3 separate regions of the Mus musculus genome follow, and regions 1 and 2 are each linked to region 3. The links are chromatin contacts, called in public HiChIP or PLAC-seq maps. All regions are on one chromosome and are shown on one strand. Each heading gives the region's core, a stretch centred on a gene start, on an enhancer-like site or on the middle of the called end of the contact. The rest is flanking DNA. Distances are from core to core; before and after follow the strand shown. Region 1 overlaps Fbxl18 (F-box and leucine-rich repeat protein 18). Region 2 has its middle 15 kb from the start of Actb. Region 3 holds the start of Ap5z1 (adaptor-related protein complex 5, zeta 1 subunit).

Region 1 (4,826 bases), core at 1,513-4,012, 410 kb before region 3:
AGGTGGCAGGAGCTAGCTATAGGCTCAGGAGGCTTTGTGTGCTCTGGGCTTGCTTCCTGGGTTTATGGGGGCTTAAAGGACACCTTTATTTACCTGGGGATGGTGGTGGTGTTCTGGTGGCAGCCCTGGGAATCCCAGGCTCACCTACTACCACCTCCACCCCAGCCTACCATGAACCTGAGCTGGTACCAGCCTGGCTCCCTGTGGGGTGGAGGTGCCACAAGGACAGGTTGTTCTAGATGTGGGTTTGGAGTGCACCCCTATGGCGAGAGGATCACGTGTCAGGCAGAAAAGGGTGCCACCTTTCCCACACTGGAGGCGGAGTATTCCCCTGAGTCACCCTAGGCTGCCTGGGTGGAAGCAAGAGCCACTTGAGCCAGGCCTGGCACAGTCTCAGGGGTACCTTCTCCCTCATCCCCCCTGGCTCAGAGTACAGCATCAGAGGGGAGAGGTGCAGTCATCTCAGAGCAGCATGTCCTTGCTGGCTGGTAGTTTGAGCCAGCTGGGAAGACGTGGAGGTGGAACGTGGCCCAATCTGGGTGGGTCCCATTTCCTTGTTCTCTGCCTACCCTCAGATGTCAGATGGTACCCACATTAGATAGTTCCCCGGCAGTGCTGGGTGCTAACCAGCCTTGTTCACGGGGGAGAGGGTAAGGGCTCATTGGCCCCACAATTGGAGGGTGACTGGTTGACCTCTGTGACACATAACATCTTTTAGGGCAAAGTTCTGTAAGTGGCTATCTACTTAGAAAAAGGTTTGAAAGTATGTATAGGACACAGTGTGTAACTAAGCCCCAGGATACCTGGGCTTTAGTGCAAGTCCATACTGCCACCTAGTGGTGGAGGTGGCAGCTACTGCTGCCTGGCACTGGGCTTCCACCCCGTGCTGTTAGGAGCATTGGGATGGGCTGGCTGGTTATCTCTCTCTCTCTTCTCTCTCTCTCTCTCCTCTCTCTCTCTTTCTCTCTCTCTCCTCTCTCTCCTCTCTCTCTCTCTCTCTCTCTCTCTCTCTCTCTCTCTGCTGCTCATGACCCTGCATCCCTCTTACCTGCCACTTTCTCACCCTGCGAAGCTATGGCAGAAGGAAACTAAATTCAGGGCTGGCCAGGACACCGGAGCGAGACCCCATCTAAGATTTAAAATCCAAAGGGCTGGGCATACGGTTCTGTGGTGAAGTGCTTGCCTAGTGTATGTGTGGTCTAAGTTCAGTTCCCAGCGTTGAAAATAAAAGTCCAGGTGGCTGATCTATCTCTGCCATCAGATCGGCTCCCTAGGGCAGTTGCATGTAAGTCCCCTAAGGCCAGCAGGTGTGGCTGTGGCTGTATGAGAACTGGGGGGGGGGGGGGGGTTTGGGGGGAGGGCATACTGAAGATGGGATGTGATAGCCTTGAGCTGGCAGGTCTGTAGGCAGTGGCTAGCCTCACTCATCCCTGGAGTCAAGTCCCTAGAGCTCACACCCATCTCTCTGCAGGTTGGAGCAGCCCTACTTCAACGCCAACGCTCAGTTCTTCCAGGCACTGGGCCAGTGCTCGTCTCTGCAGCGCCTGTGCCTGGTATCTCGCAGCGGCACCCTGCAGCCAGATGCCGTGCTGGCCTTTATGGCCCGTTGCCTGCAGGTCGTCATGTGTCACATGTTCACCGGAGAATCCCTTACCACCTGCAAGAGCCTGCAGCAGTCGCTCCTCCGGAGGTGAGTGGCAAGGCCTGGCAGCTGACCGGGAGGTCTCAGACAGTACTGCTGTCCCCAGGACTCAGTGTCCTCAGCCCGTTACCGACTTTGAGGAGATGGAGCACCAGATTCTAGCAGCATGATCAGAGGGCCTGGCCTGCTGCAGGGGACTAGTTCCCATGGATAGTCTCTGGTCTCAGCCATGGAAGGCTGAGACAGAAAGAGCCCAGGAGTTAGGGCTAGCCTCAGGTACAGAGTTTATCCTGGAGTCTAGAAGCCAAAGTTTGAGTTTACTGTGTCTGATGTGGGCCCAAGAAAGACTTCTTGACCCTTCCTTCCTTCATCCTTGTAAAGGCTGGACTCCCGGCAATTCAGAAGCTGAGGCAGAACTGGGAATTTGGAATACTTGGTGAATTCAAGGCAAGCTTGGCCTATAAGCAAGGCCATTTCAACAAGCAAGTAAGGGGCTGGGAGTTTAGCGTAGTTGGTAGAGTGCTTGCCCAGCTGACACTAAGCCCTGGGTCAGTTCTTACAACATGGGGCTGGAGAGATGACTCAGAAGTCATCTTACTGCAGCTGGGACATGCCAACACGCCAGAGGCAGAGGCTAGCCTGGTCTACAGGTCAAGTTCCAAGACAGCCAAGATAGCCTCTCCTGGCCACTTTGGGCAACTGTGTAGATGTGAGGCATATAAGCTTATGTGAGCTCACATTACATGCACATACATACATACATACATACATACATACATAAACAGATCTCAGTCTCTGTAGTACCACAGATGTGTTAGCACATGCTTATGATCCTAGCACTTGCTGATGGAGGCAGGATTCAAGTCCTCTACTACATAACAAGTTTGAGGCTAGCCTGGGCTACATGAGACCCTGTCTTAAGACAGTGTAAGTAAAGAGAGAGTGGCTGGTCTGAAGAAACCCTCAGGGCAGACGCTGAGGCCTGACCCAGGCCAGCACAAAGCCTTCCTCTCTGCTATTGCTGGCAGCCTCGGGGCTGGGCAAGGCCCTAGAGACTGGCAGAGAGGCTGTTCTGTGGAGGCCTCTGCTGCCGCCTTGCCATCTGCAGGGTGGTGGCTCTGCTGTACACCCCTCCCCCACGGTGACAGCAGCCTTTCTGGGTCTTACAGTCTGCCCAGCTGTGCAGGGCGCTGAGCTGCAGGCGTCCAGCAGGTGGCAGTGTTGCTCTTGGCAGCCAGCCACCCGGTGCCCAGGGTGTCTGTGAAAAGTAACCGTACTGTCTGTCGTCTTTCCTGAAGCTTCTTTTGTTTGCTTAGCTTAAGAACTTTTTTTAGACAGGGTTTTTGTAGCTCAGGCTGCCCTTGAGCCCACTGTGATGCTGGACACGACCTTCCCCTCCGTATCCTCCCGCCTCCATCTCCTGAGTGCTGAAGTTATAGGTATAGAGCACTTTTGGAGTAGCCCAGGCTGGCCTTAAATTTGTGGCAATCCTCCTGCCTCAGCCACAATCCTCCTAGCACCTCACCCAGCAGGGTAGATGGAGCTCTCAGCCAGCAAGACTGGGGTCCCTTCCTCCCTGCACTGCACTGTCGGTTCCTGGCAGGATTATGCTTCGTGTCTGTCCCCGTGCCAGGCTGTACTCGTGCCTCAGGTCCCTGGGCAGTTGAGTTGCATCTTTCTCACCTTCCTTAACTGGCTCGGGGGCTTCATGTTGTGGGGTTGGATTTGGCTTCTCCCACCTCACAGGATGTATCTGTATTTAGGTTGCCTGTGTCTAATGCCTGCACAGTGTGGTGACTACATTTGTCCTTCAGGTTTTGTGTCCTGTGTCTGCCTGTCTGTCTGTCTCTCTCTTTTGAGTCTCAAGTAGCCCAGACTAGCCACTAACACGGAGAAGAATAATCAGAATAAACGTAACCTTCTGATGCCCGCTCGCTACTTCTCAGGTCTTGTCGTTACAGGCATACACTGCCACGTTAGATTTATGCCATGCTGGGGCCCGGAAGCGTCAGGCAAATAGTCTGCTGGCTGAGCCACGTCTCAGCCTTGGGGTTTCCTGCTTCTTGGTGCCATTCTGGGCATTGACATCTCAACCCTCCCCAGTACCAGGATGAGCTGCGTGTGTCCCCATGCCAGCTCCTTTTCTCTCCTGTTGCACCATGCAGCCCACTGGATGTGGGGCTGTGTTCTTCTGCAAGTCCTTCCCCTATTTGGGCTTCTTTGGCCTCATATGAGGTCTGAATTCAGCTCCTGGGGTCCAGACTCAGTGACAGAGGTTCCTGGTGGACCTTGGGGGTTAGTGGCCTCCCAGGCTGGTGAGCAGGGACTATCAGAGTTCCGCTTTACCCAGTGCCCACACATCTCTGCACCGCACCGGTCCAGTTTCCCATCTTCCCTAGAAACTTGTGCTGGTCTACCTGATGCATGGTTGCCTTGCCTGCTGCTGTCTGCCCACAGTGCTGTTGCGTCAGGGTCTGGGCCATGCACTTGGCTGTCTGATAAGCCCACCCTGGACTTCTCTCTCTCACCCCCACTTCAGACTCGGCAGGGAAGGATCCCTCATTCGTCCCTGCTTCCTTGGGCTCTCCCACTTGGGCCAGGCCTTGCAAACCCTGGGAATGGGGAGGGCCCTGTGTCCTCTGGTCACTGTGGCGCCGTGATACTGTGGCACTGTGGAGGTAGAGCCTTGAGACCCCAAGGCTCCTCCCAACCTTGTCTCTGGGGAGCAGCCTCATCTCCCAGGCACAACTGGAACCTGTCCATGACAGACCCACTCCTGCCCACCCTGGGTAAGCCGTGACATGGGAACCACTGCCACTCATCCCACCTGGTGCCTTCGGCTTCCCAGAAGGCTTCCTCTTCATGTCTGCCTGCTGCCACATGACCTAGGCATGACAGCTTGAACCCCATATGGGACTTTTCTAGGTCCTGTCTCCTCCCTGCAACAGGGCCTGAGCCCAGAAGCACGCGTGATGGCCCTGGCACAACCCCAGACAGTAGCAAAGTGAAGGTGAGGTCACTGCTCGCCGGGAGCAGTTACAGACCTGACATCTGTGGCCATGTCTCAACAGCCTCCGGCCTGAAGACTCAGGAATCCCAATCCCGAGTGCAGTGTGAGGCGCTGTCCTCCAGCTCCTCTCAGGCTAATATGACAGAGGTCTGCCGTCCACTGCGGTGGCCATGT
Region 2 (4,409 bases), core at 1,404-3,903, 460 kb before region 3:
TTTACTATGACTCTTGCAGAGGACCTGGGTTGGGTTCCAAGAATCCACATGGCTGTTCACATCTGCCTGTAATTCCAGTTCCAGGAAATCGACACCTCATCTCACCTCTGGGTTCCTGCATACATGTGGTGCACATACATACAAAATGAAATAAGTGCATTTTTTTTTTGAGACAGGGTTTCTCTGTATAGCCCTGGCTGTCCTGGAACTCACTTTGTAGACCAGGCTGGCCTCGAACTCAGAAATCCACCTGCCTCTGCCTCCCGAGTGCTGAGATTAAAGGCGTGCGCCACCATGCCTGGCTGCATATTTAAAAAAAAAAACCTTTTTGTTCCATTTATTCACTTTATTTTCTGTGGGAGTGTTTTGCCCGTATGCATGCTTTGGTGTCCATGCAAATCAGAAAGGGGCATCAGACTCCCTCGGAACTGAAGTTAAGGATGGTTGTGAACCACCATGTGGGTGGTGGGAATTGAACCCAGGTCCTCTGCAGAGAAACAACAAATGCTCTTAACTCCTGAGACGTCTCTCCAGCCCATCCTATTTTTAAAAATCCAAGTTTTTTGAGATCCCTTCAGCGCTATTAGTCTTCCGCTCATTATTATCATTATTTATTATGTTGATCATTTATTTTGCAAACCCGGGCTCACCCCACACTAAGTCTGGGCTCTACGTGAGTTTAATTTGCAGTCCTACTAGGTCCTTCTATCACACCTATTTACGTATGTATTATTGCAGGCATGAGCTCGTGCATGCCCTGACATGTGTGTAGAAGACATGCAGAGGACAGCTTGCAGACTTGGGTTTTCTCCTTCTAGCGTGTGGGTTCTGGAGACCCAACTCAGGTCATCATGCTTGGCAGCAAGTGAGTGCCTTTCCCCACGGAGCAGTCCTTCTGTCCCTTAGGGCTTTTTATCAAGTTACCTGTATTCTGGAATGCTGGCTTAGCCTTTTCCTTGTCGCACACTCTCAGTGGCTTCCTTATTGCCCTTTAAGAACAAAGTCCCAGGTGCAGAGAGCCCCAGACATCCCAATACCAGAGAAGCAACCTTGTCCCAGGCATTTGGGGACATCAGCGAATCTCTAGGCTGCTACAGCACTTTTTCACCTCCTGGCTGAGTTCCAAAGCCACATTCTGCTGGGTAGCCCTGGGTGATGGTCTATCTTATGGGCATACGTTTGTGGGTTCTGGATGCCCAGGTATACGTGTGGAGGTCCTATTTTGAGAAACAAGCCTCTCCATTCTGTATACCCTGGGGCCACAAAACTCAGGTCACTGGGCTTTGCGGCAAGTGCTCTTAGTGAGCCTTCTTGTCATCCTGTCTCCCTTCTGTTCTCTGTTCTGGGGCATGGTCCCCAGTTCCCACCAAGTTTTTTGAATTTTAGTTTTGAGACAGGGTCTCATGTAGCCCAGGCTAGCCTCAAACCCTCTATGGACTCAAAACTGACTTGAAACTTTTGCTCCTCCTGCCTCTACCTCCCCAAGGAAGTAACTCTAACCTTCCAGTTTGTGTTGCCACACCCGGTTTGGAGCTTACACACAGGGCAACTGGCTGTTGGGCACACATTCTGCCCTCTGTCACATTCCTCAGGCACTGGTCCACATGTTAATTTCTGCCCAACCCCAGGAGACTCTCACCTCTTGTTTTCATTTTTTTTCCCCAAGACCAGGTCTCTCTGTGTAGATCTAGCTGCCCTGGAACTCACTCTGTAGACCACACTGGCCCCGAACTCACAAAGATCTACCTGCCTTTGCCTCCCAAGTGCTGGGTTTAAAGGCATGTGTGCCTGGCTTGTTTTCAAATGTTTAATTTTGTGCATATGGGCGTTTTGCCTTCATGCATGTCTGTGCACTGCTTGCTTGCATGGTCAGTGCTTTGCAGAGGCCAGAGGAGGCTGCCTGATCCCCTGGAACTAGAGCTACAGAGGGTTTGTGAGCTGCCATGTTGGTGCTGGGACTCGAACCCGGGTCCTCCGGCTTGCCCTGCTGAGCCATCTCTCCAGCCCCACTTCACTCTTACCCCTCCAATATTCAGAAACCAGGCTGAGTGAAGGCATGGGATCCTCCACTTCCCTGTCAGAAAATGGAATCTCAATTTGAGGTCCAGCAGGTCCCCTTGGGGCCAAGAATATAATGTCCCTTTGGCCTTCCTTTCCCAAGCCGTGCCCCAGAATTATCAGTATCAAAAGGGGACGAACAGGCAGTGCTAAGAAGACTCGCCAATAAATACCTACAGTGGACCCAGCCCTCACTTGCCTGGGCTCTTTCTTAGGTGGATATGGACGGCCTGGGAGTTGGTCAACACAATAGCATGGAGCCCAGGTCACCTTAGGAGAACCTCACTTCCTAAAGTGTCTACTACATCAGGAACTAGCAGTTCCCCAACATGCCCTTCTGTCCACCCCTCCTCCAAAACCACTCCTTGGTGGACTCCAATTCAGACGATAAAACCCACCCCAAAGACTCTTGACCCTGGCAAGGCCCCCTCCCTGCCGCACAGTCAGGGCTGGCCCCTCCCGCATTCTGAGATATCAGACTTCATTGCTTTCCCTGGGGGCCTCTGGAGAGTGAGGCTGGAGTCTGAACTGTGAGTACTGTGGGTGAGTCACTAGCTGCTCACGGAGCTCAGGACTTCCTGTGACACACCCCTGCTCCCTGCTGCCAACATCCGCTATGTGGTGTAAGCACCAAGCTAGCTCAGGCCTTGCCTCCCCAGCCTGTGTGGTATCAGCCGTCCCCGTGTCAGACACACTCCCTGCCAAGATGGTGTCACACCCTCCTGGACTGGGACACCTCCCCAGACAGTTACCACACAACGTCCCTGCCCCCCACTTTTGATACAGGATTGAGTCAAGACAGCCCTTCCCCCCTTCTTCCTTATCTCTTCTTTTTCTTTCCTTTCCCTTCCGTCTTCCCTTCCTGCCTGCCTGCCTTCCTTCCTTCCTTCCTTCCTTCCTTCCTTCCTTCCTTCCTTCCTTCCTTCCTCTGTCTTTCCAAACCAAAACATAAAATAAATAAAAAAGACAAAAGTCACCGCCTGGCCAATGGGGAGGCCTACAGTTGGCAAGGCTGGGTGTGACCACCTTAGCAGCAGCTTCAGTTCTGAAGACACAGGAAGGGCAAAGGAGCTTATATTTGTTTGTTTTACATATACAATCATTTCTCCTATTAGTAGTTCTGCTTTTAACATATATAATACAATGCATATACATATATATGAGTGCAGTTTTATATCTTATATTTTTAAGTTGTATTTTTTTAAAGATTTTTATTTATTTTTATACATAAGTATACTGTATGTCTTCAGACATGCCAGAAGAGCGTGTCAGATCTTGTTATAGGTGGTTGTGAGCCACCATGTGGTTGCTGGGATTTGAACTCAGGACCTTCAGAAGAGCAGTTGGTGTTCTTACCCGCTGAGCTATCTTGCCAGCCCCTTAAGTTGTATTTTATGTGTGTGAGAGCTTTGCCTATGTGTATGTCTGTGCACCACCACTTATATGCCTGGTACTGGTGCCCACGGAAACTAGAAGAGGTAACTAGAGTTGCAGTTGTTAGTGAGCCGCTGAGAGGGTCCTGGGAACCTAACCTGTGTTTCTGCAAGAGCAGCCAAGGCTTTGTTTGTTTTTCAAGGCACGGTTTCCCCTCTGTAGCCCTGACTGTCCTGAAATGTGCTTTATAGATCAGGCTGGCCTCAAACTCAGAGATCCACCTGCCTCTGCCTCCTGAGATTAAAGGTGGGATTAAAGGTGTGTGCCACCTTTACACCCACACCCATCCCCCACACCCCTGGCTGTGGCCAGGGCTCTTAACCACCAAGCCATGGATGGCATGACAGGATCTCAGCTGGGCTTCCTATTCCTATTGCTGTGATGAGCATCATGGCCAAAATCAAGCTGGGGAGGAAAGGGCTTATTTGGCTTATGATTCTGCATCATAGTCTGTCACTGAAAGAAATCAGGACAGAAAGTCAAAGAGAGCAGGGACCTGGAGGCAATGGCTTGCGCCCCATGGCTTTCTCAGCCTGCTTTCTTTTTCTTTTTCTTTTCTACTATATGTAAGTACACTGTAGCTGTCTTCAGACACTCCCAAAGAGGGAGTCAGATCTCGTTATGGATGGTTGTGAGCCACCATGTGGTTGCTGGGATTTGAACTCGGGACCTTTGGAAGAGCAGTTGGGTGCTCTTACCCACTGAGCCATCTCACCAGCCCTCAGCCTGCTTTCTTATGGAACCCAGGACCACCAGCTCAGGGTGGCCCCACCCACCGTGGGCTGGGTCCACCTCATAAGTCACTAATTAAGAAACTGCTCCTTAGGCTCAACTCCAGCCTTCAGCCTACAGCCCAGTCTCCTGGGGGAGTTCATCAAGTGACGTTCCCTCCTCGATCCGCAAGCTTGTACCAGGCT
Region 3 (4,848 bases), core at 295-2,794:
ACATGCATGCTGGGTTCCTTCCCAGCACCACAAAATAAAGGGCCATGATGAAGGAATTGCCCAGCGTGGTGGTGGCGCACGCCTTTAATCCCAGCACTTGGGAGGCAGAGGCAGGTGGATCTCTGTGAGTCTGAGGCCAGCTTGGTCTACAGAGTGAGTTTCAGGGGCCACACAGTAAAACTCTGTCTCAGCCATCTCTAAATAAATAAATAAATGGATCAGTTGTCTGTGGGCGCTGAGGAAGAGAGCCCCCAACTTCCTAAATCATGGCTGACAGTCCCACTATGGTGTCCTGACAGGGCTGATGGTTTGCAAACTGCCCCCATTTTGAGCCTGTCTGTCAGGTACTTGAACTTGGTTCTGCACTGTCTCTGCAGGTACCACATGTCCCAGGCCGAGGAAGGTCTCCAGTAGCTTTCCTACCACCCTCGCCTGCTTTGTTTCCTGCATCCTCCACCCAGAGTCTTATTGAGGCACCTAGAGAACAGGCTGGGTGAGCAAAAGGAGATACAAATGGCCCAGGGTTGTACCCAACTGGGGCAGTGATAAACCACAGATGCTATGAGACAGGATAGCGTTATTTTTGTGTTGGCATGAAAAGGTTACTGCTTAAAAATGAAAAGTACCCACCCAGTACTGAAGGCAAAGGAGGGCTGTGGGCCCATGGGGAGACTGTGTGGCTGGGTCACCAACCATTTTCCTAATAGATCTTAAGAAAACTGTCTTTGTTTTTTAATTTATTACATTTATTTATGTACATGTTGGGGTGCTCGAGTGGAGATCCAAAGACAACTTGCTGGAGTTGATTTTCTTCTTCCTCCCCGAGCCCCGGGGGTCGAATCGAGAGAGTCAGGCTTGGTGGCAAGGTCATTTACCTATTAAGTCCCTCTGTCTTCGGAGTACTGTCTTGTTCGTAGACTCCAGACTTTTAACTCTTTCAGGCTCTGGGAGATCCCAGAGATCTTAACCATTCTAAACTTTCCCCACGAGTGGCCCAGCTCAGAGTCCAGATTTGTCCCTTTGCATTTTCAGTTTACCAAATGCATCAGGTCTGGGCTTCGGGTAGTCGTTTCCTTCGCTGAATCACGTACCACCAAGTCTTGGGCTGGCTATTTGGGAAAGAACCTAGACTCTCAGTGCAGGGTCAGCACTAGCATGGACCCAGACACGATGAGGAGGATCCCTTAGCTGAGTTGTGCGCCTCACATTCCACGCAGGTCGCCCTGAGCCCCGGACCCGGCGCCACACGGAGACCCGAACCGTGCAGCGGGACCACCGCCTCCCCGCTCCTCCCCGGCTTCGTCTCACGCCCCGTGGCCCCAGCCCCAGATCGGCAGACCTGGCCTGGTGCAGCAGACTTTCCGCGCCCGCCGAGAACATGCCGACACGGCTCCAAGCCCACCAGTGCCCGAAACGTTGCCGCGGACTTCCGGGATCGTGTCACATGACGTGTCATGTGACCGGACTGTGTCTGCCCTCTTTCGCCCCACCTCTTACCCCCGCCACCACCCTCCCGCGTCCTGGCTGGATCACGTGGGAGAATCTGGAGCGCTAGCTGACGGCTTCCGGTGCCACACCACGTGGGAGGGCCATCCCTCCCACTCCCCCGCGCAAAAGACAGACCAGCTTCCGGTCCTGCGGCAGGTGGGCGGGGCGGGGCGGAGGCCTTGGCCAAAATATTGCAGTACAGAAGCCAGTTCCCGCCTAGCTCCTGGGCTTCTCTCCACGTCAGTCAGCAGCCAGGGAGTCATGGAACCGTGGTCCTTGGAACCCAGAACTCCTGGCTCCGAAACAGTTTCCTTTGATCCCGGAACTGCCAGTGGTAGACTCTAGACCTGGAGAGACTAGGCAGGCACATAGTTTAGCAGTAGGGTGACTAGATTTACCCCAGTGAGAGGCTGGGGGCGCGACTTGGTGGCAGAGAAAGAACATCCTTAGCAAAAGCTGTATGGCAGACACGTTTTATAAATTCTGTCAGGCTCTTTGCTGCAGAAATACCCAATGTCTTGCTAGTCTTGGGTTTTAAGATGAGGCCCTGGCACTATTCACCTATTTGGGTTGGGAGATGGGTGCCTATTGCACACACAGAAAAAGGAAACTGGTAGTAGACTGAGGAGCTGTCACAGTGGGAAAGACACTTGGACCCGTGTCTTTCTGGCTCTTGCCAATCAATACCTAGTGCTCATGGCCTAGTAATAAGCAAGGCTTCAGGGAGAAACGGGCAGAAGTAGAAACGGCTCAGCTGGTAAAAGTGAACATGAGTACCTGAGTTCCATCCCTGGGTGGCCATATAAAAATAAAACCCACACTTGCAGTCCCAGCACTGAGGAAGTGGAGATCGGAGTATCCCTAAGGGTTGCTGGCCGGCCCTAGCTTACTTGGCAAGTCCCAGGCCAACGAGAGATTCTGTCTCAGAGAAGAGGTAGGGCAAGAAAGAAGACTCAGAACCTGAAAGTGATTGACACACAGGCCTGACAGGCTGAGTTTGGGTCCTCAGAAGCTACATAAAACCTGAGCCCAGTAGTGTAAGGATTTGTAATCCCAGCACACCTACAGGAGATGGAGGAGGCAGGAGACTCTCCTGAGGCTGGAGGATAAGCCGCCCTGGCTTATGAGATGGTAAAGAGAATCTGTCTCAGACAAGGTGTAAGTAGCCATGAGGGTGGGCACCTGAAGGCTGTCCTCTGATCTGCTCACGTCTCCTGTGGCCAGTGTACATATGCCTATGCCTCTGCATGTGAACACACACCCCACTTGAGGAACAGCAGCTGAGGTTGTCCTCTGCCTCCACACAAATACACACACAGGTGCAGTCACACCCAAAAACATGTACACAGAAAAAAGGGACAAGTGGGTTGTTTCTCACCTGGCTGAGTGTCAGGATGAATGCCAGGGGCTCTGAGGCAGCCGCCATGGGGTGGTGGCTTGAGTGAGAATGGCTCCCATGGGCTCATATACTTGAATGTTTTGACCCCAGTTGGTGGAACTGTTTGGGAAGGGTTAGGGGGTGTGGCCTGCAGTCAAGTGCCCAAAGCATCCCCCATTAGCTCAACTCTGTCCTGCAGCGGCTGTCTCAATATGTAAACTCTCAGCTACTGCCCCAACCCTATGCCTGCTTGTCTGCTGCCACGCTCCCTGCCACAATGGTCATAGACTCTAACCCTCTGGAACTTCGAGCTGCAAATTAAATGCCACCCCCTTTGTCACACCCTGGCCCAGCGGTGGACCTGTGTCAAAAGTCAGGGGAGATGGGCTAGCTCTTGCCATCTGTACACCATCTTGCATCCTTGGAGCTCAGGCACCGGCAAGACTCTACCTCACCCCATGGCTTCCTGGACTGCACACCTGGGAGGCATGCAAGGAAACACCTGGGGACCAGAAGCAGTAGTGCGTGTCCAGGCTATCTATTGGTCTGCCCTTCACAGTCACCCACTCCCAGGGACCACTCATACCCTTGGGTACATCTCTTTAATATATAATTTTTATTTCTGGTTATAGAAACAAATGCTAAGAGGAGAAAACAGAGCTTCCCCACCCACATACAACAACCGAATAGATAAAAGAACAGTTCAAATGAATGAAAAAGAAAGTAGAAATTTCCACTTTGTTATAGCTTTAAAACATTAACGTCTAATAATAGTTAGAAATCACATTCAGGTGTCAAAACTTTTTGTTTAAAAAAAGGATGGTTCTGTTATAAAAAAATACTGTATCCCGTTTGAAATGAACGCCCAGGTGTTGCTGCTTGGTGTGTGGGTCCGCAGGCCTTTCTTACCCCTGCCTCCAGAGTGGGACCTTCGCTCACTGAGGTGGGGCACGTCCCATCTCTGGAACTCGGATTCCCATCGTATTGGGTACCACTGCTTTTAAAGCACTAAGTGTTAAACATATCATGAAAATACTTGACAGCCACTGTAAAAAATGAAACAAAACAAAATCACACATGCTCTCACGCACGCACACACACACATACTCCCTGAAGACCCTCCCCCAATTACTTTTACAGAATTATCATTCAGTTAAGAAAAAGAACCGCCTCACTATTGGCTTTAGCCCCTCCCTCACACGTGCACAGCTGCTGCCCGCCCCCCCCAAGAACACAGCAGAATCCAAGGAGAGACCTGGAAAACAGCTAGGGTCACCCCTCCCCACCCCCACCACCTTTTCCCAGCCTAAGAATCAAGCTAAGGTATTATCAGGGATCCCAAATGCCCCTCCCACCCAGGAAGGACGTTAAGAGGAGACTATGGGAGAGAGGGACCAAATTGAAAATATTAGATTTTTGAATTCCCAGTTTTACCAATTAAAAACAAAAGTTCTAAGCCAGCAAATTCAGACTCAGAAGCCAAGGTGCCATTTGGATACATACAGGACAGAGAACATGAACATTCAGTGGGTCACGGAGCTCAGAGTCAGCCAGTCCCAGGGACACAGGGGACAGTGCTGAGGTTGCTCTAATGGTGGTAAGTGCTTCACATATGGGGTTGTGGACCACACCTGGCCACTGTCTGCACTCAGGCTTTTGGGGTGCCTGGGCCCCAGATTCCTCCACACTGGTCACCTGTGAGTAGTCACAGGAACAGGATTCCAGAGGTAAAGCAGCAGGCCCTTCTAGTCCTCTAACTCTCACAAGGCAGGTGTGCGTGTGTGTGTGTGTGTGTGTGTGTGTGTGTGTGTGTGTGTGTGTGTGCGTGCACACACAGACAAGGACTTAGGGGAAGAGGTCCTGGGGGCCCTAGGCAGCCTGTGTTTGACAGCTTAGCCCAAGTACAGAAACACATGCTTTTCATTGTGACTGAAGCACTCTAAGTATTTTGAGAGAGAGAGACACACACACACACACAGAGA

The links. HiChIP or PLAC-seq counts read pairs in DNA pulled down with a chosen protein or histone mark.
Region 1: a contact with region 3 is called in an HNF4G HiChIP or PLAC-seq map of pancreatic cancer cells. The contact joins the enhancer-like site here to the promoter of Ap5z1 in region 3. A contact is called at or near these places in 1 of 39 promoter capture datasets (embryonic stem cells), 1 of 15 datasets of contacts at CTCF or cohesin (embryonic stem cells), 4 of 484 Hi-C or Micro-C datasets (the G1E-ER4 cell line, the HPC-7 cell line, palatal mesenchyme and 1 more) and 5 of 115 datasets of contacts at active chromatin or transcription factors (embryonic stem cells, epiblast stem cells, pancreatic cancer cells and 1 more).
Region 2: a contact with region 3 is called in an HNF4G HiChIP or PLAC-seq map of pancreatic cancer cells. The contact joins the enhancer-like site here to the promoter of Ap5z1 in region 3. A contact is called at or near these places in 1 of 39 promoter capture datasets (pre-B cells), 2 of 484 Hi-C or Micro-C datasets (both in embryonic stem cells), 2 of 115 datasets of contacts at active chromatin or transcription factors (bone marrow-derived dendritic cells and pancreatic cancer cells) and 2 of 9 other capture datasets (liver and pancreatic islet).

Annotation. Positions count from the first base shown.
Region 1 is chr5:142,875,522-142,880,347 of GRCm38.p6, reverse strand. Fbxl18 (F-box and leucine-rich repeat protein 18) reads left to right here. Exons shown (of 5, transcript NM_001033312.3): 4 at 1,472-1,690. Among named protein-coding and RNA genes, the nearest start is that of Fbxl18, 17 kb to the left of the region's middle. Within about 2 kb of position 2,762, at least 59 of the 459 cell types and tissues checked have an H3K27ac peak or open chromatin away from gene starts, as enhancers often do. A contact at or near this core is called in epiblast stem cells and pancreatic cancer cells, where this site is marked.
Region 2 is chr5:142,919,180-142,923,588 of GRCm38.p6, reverse strand. No RefSeq gene overlaps it. Among named protein-coding and RNA genes, the nearest start is that of Actb, 15 kb to the right of the region's middle. Within about 2 kb of position 2,653, at least 191 of the 459 cell types and tissues checked have an H3K27ac peak or open chromatin away from gene starts, as enhancers often do. A contact at or near this core is called in bone marrow-derived dendritic cells, embryonic stem cells, liver and 2 more, where this site is marked.
Region 3 is chr5:142,460,627-142,465,474 of GRCm38.p6, reverse strand. Ap5z1 (adaptor-related protein complex 5, zeta 1 subunit) reads right to left here and starts at 1,544. Exons shown (of 17, transcript NM_172725.2): 1 at 1,340-1,544. The coding sequence starts at 1,380. Foxk1 (forkhead box K1) reads right to left here. Exons shown (of 9, transcript NM_199068.2): 9 at 3,460-4,848.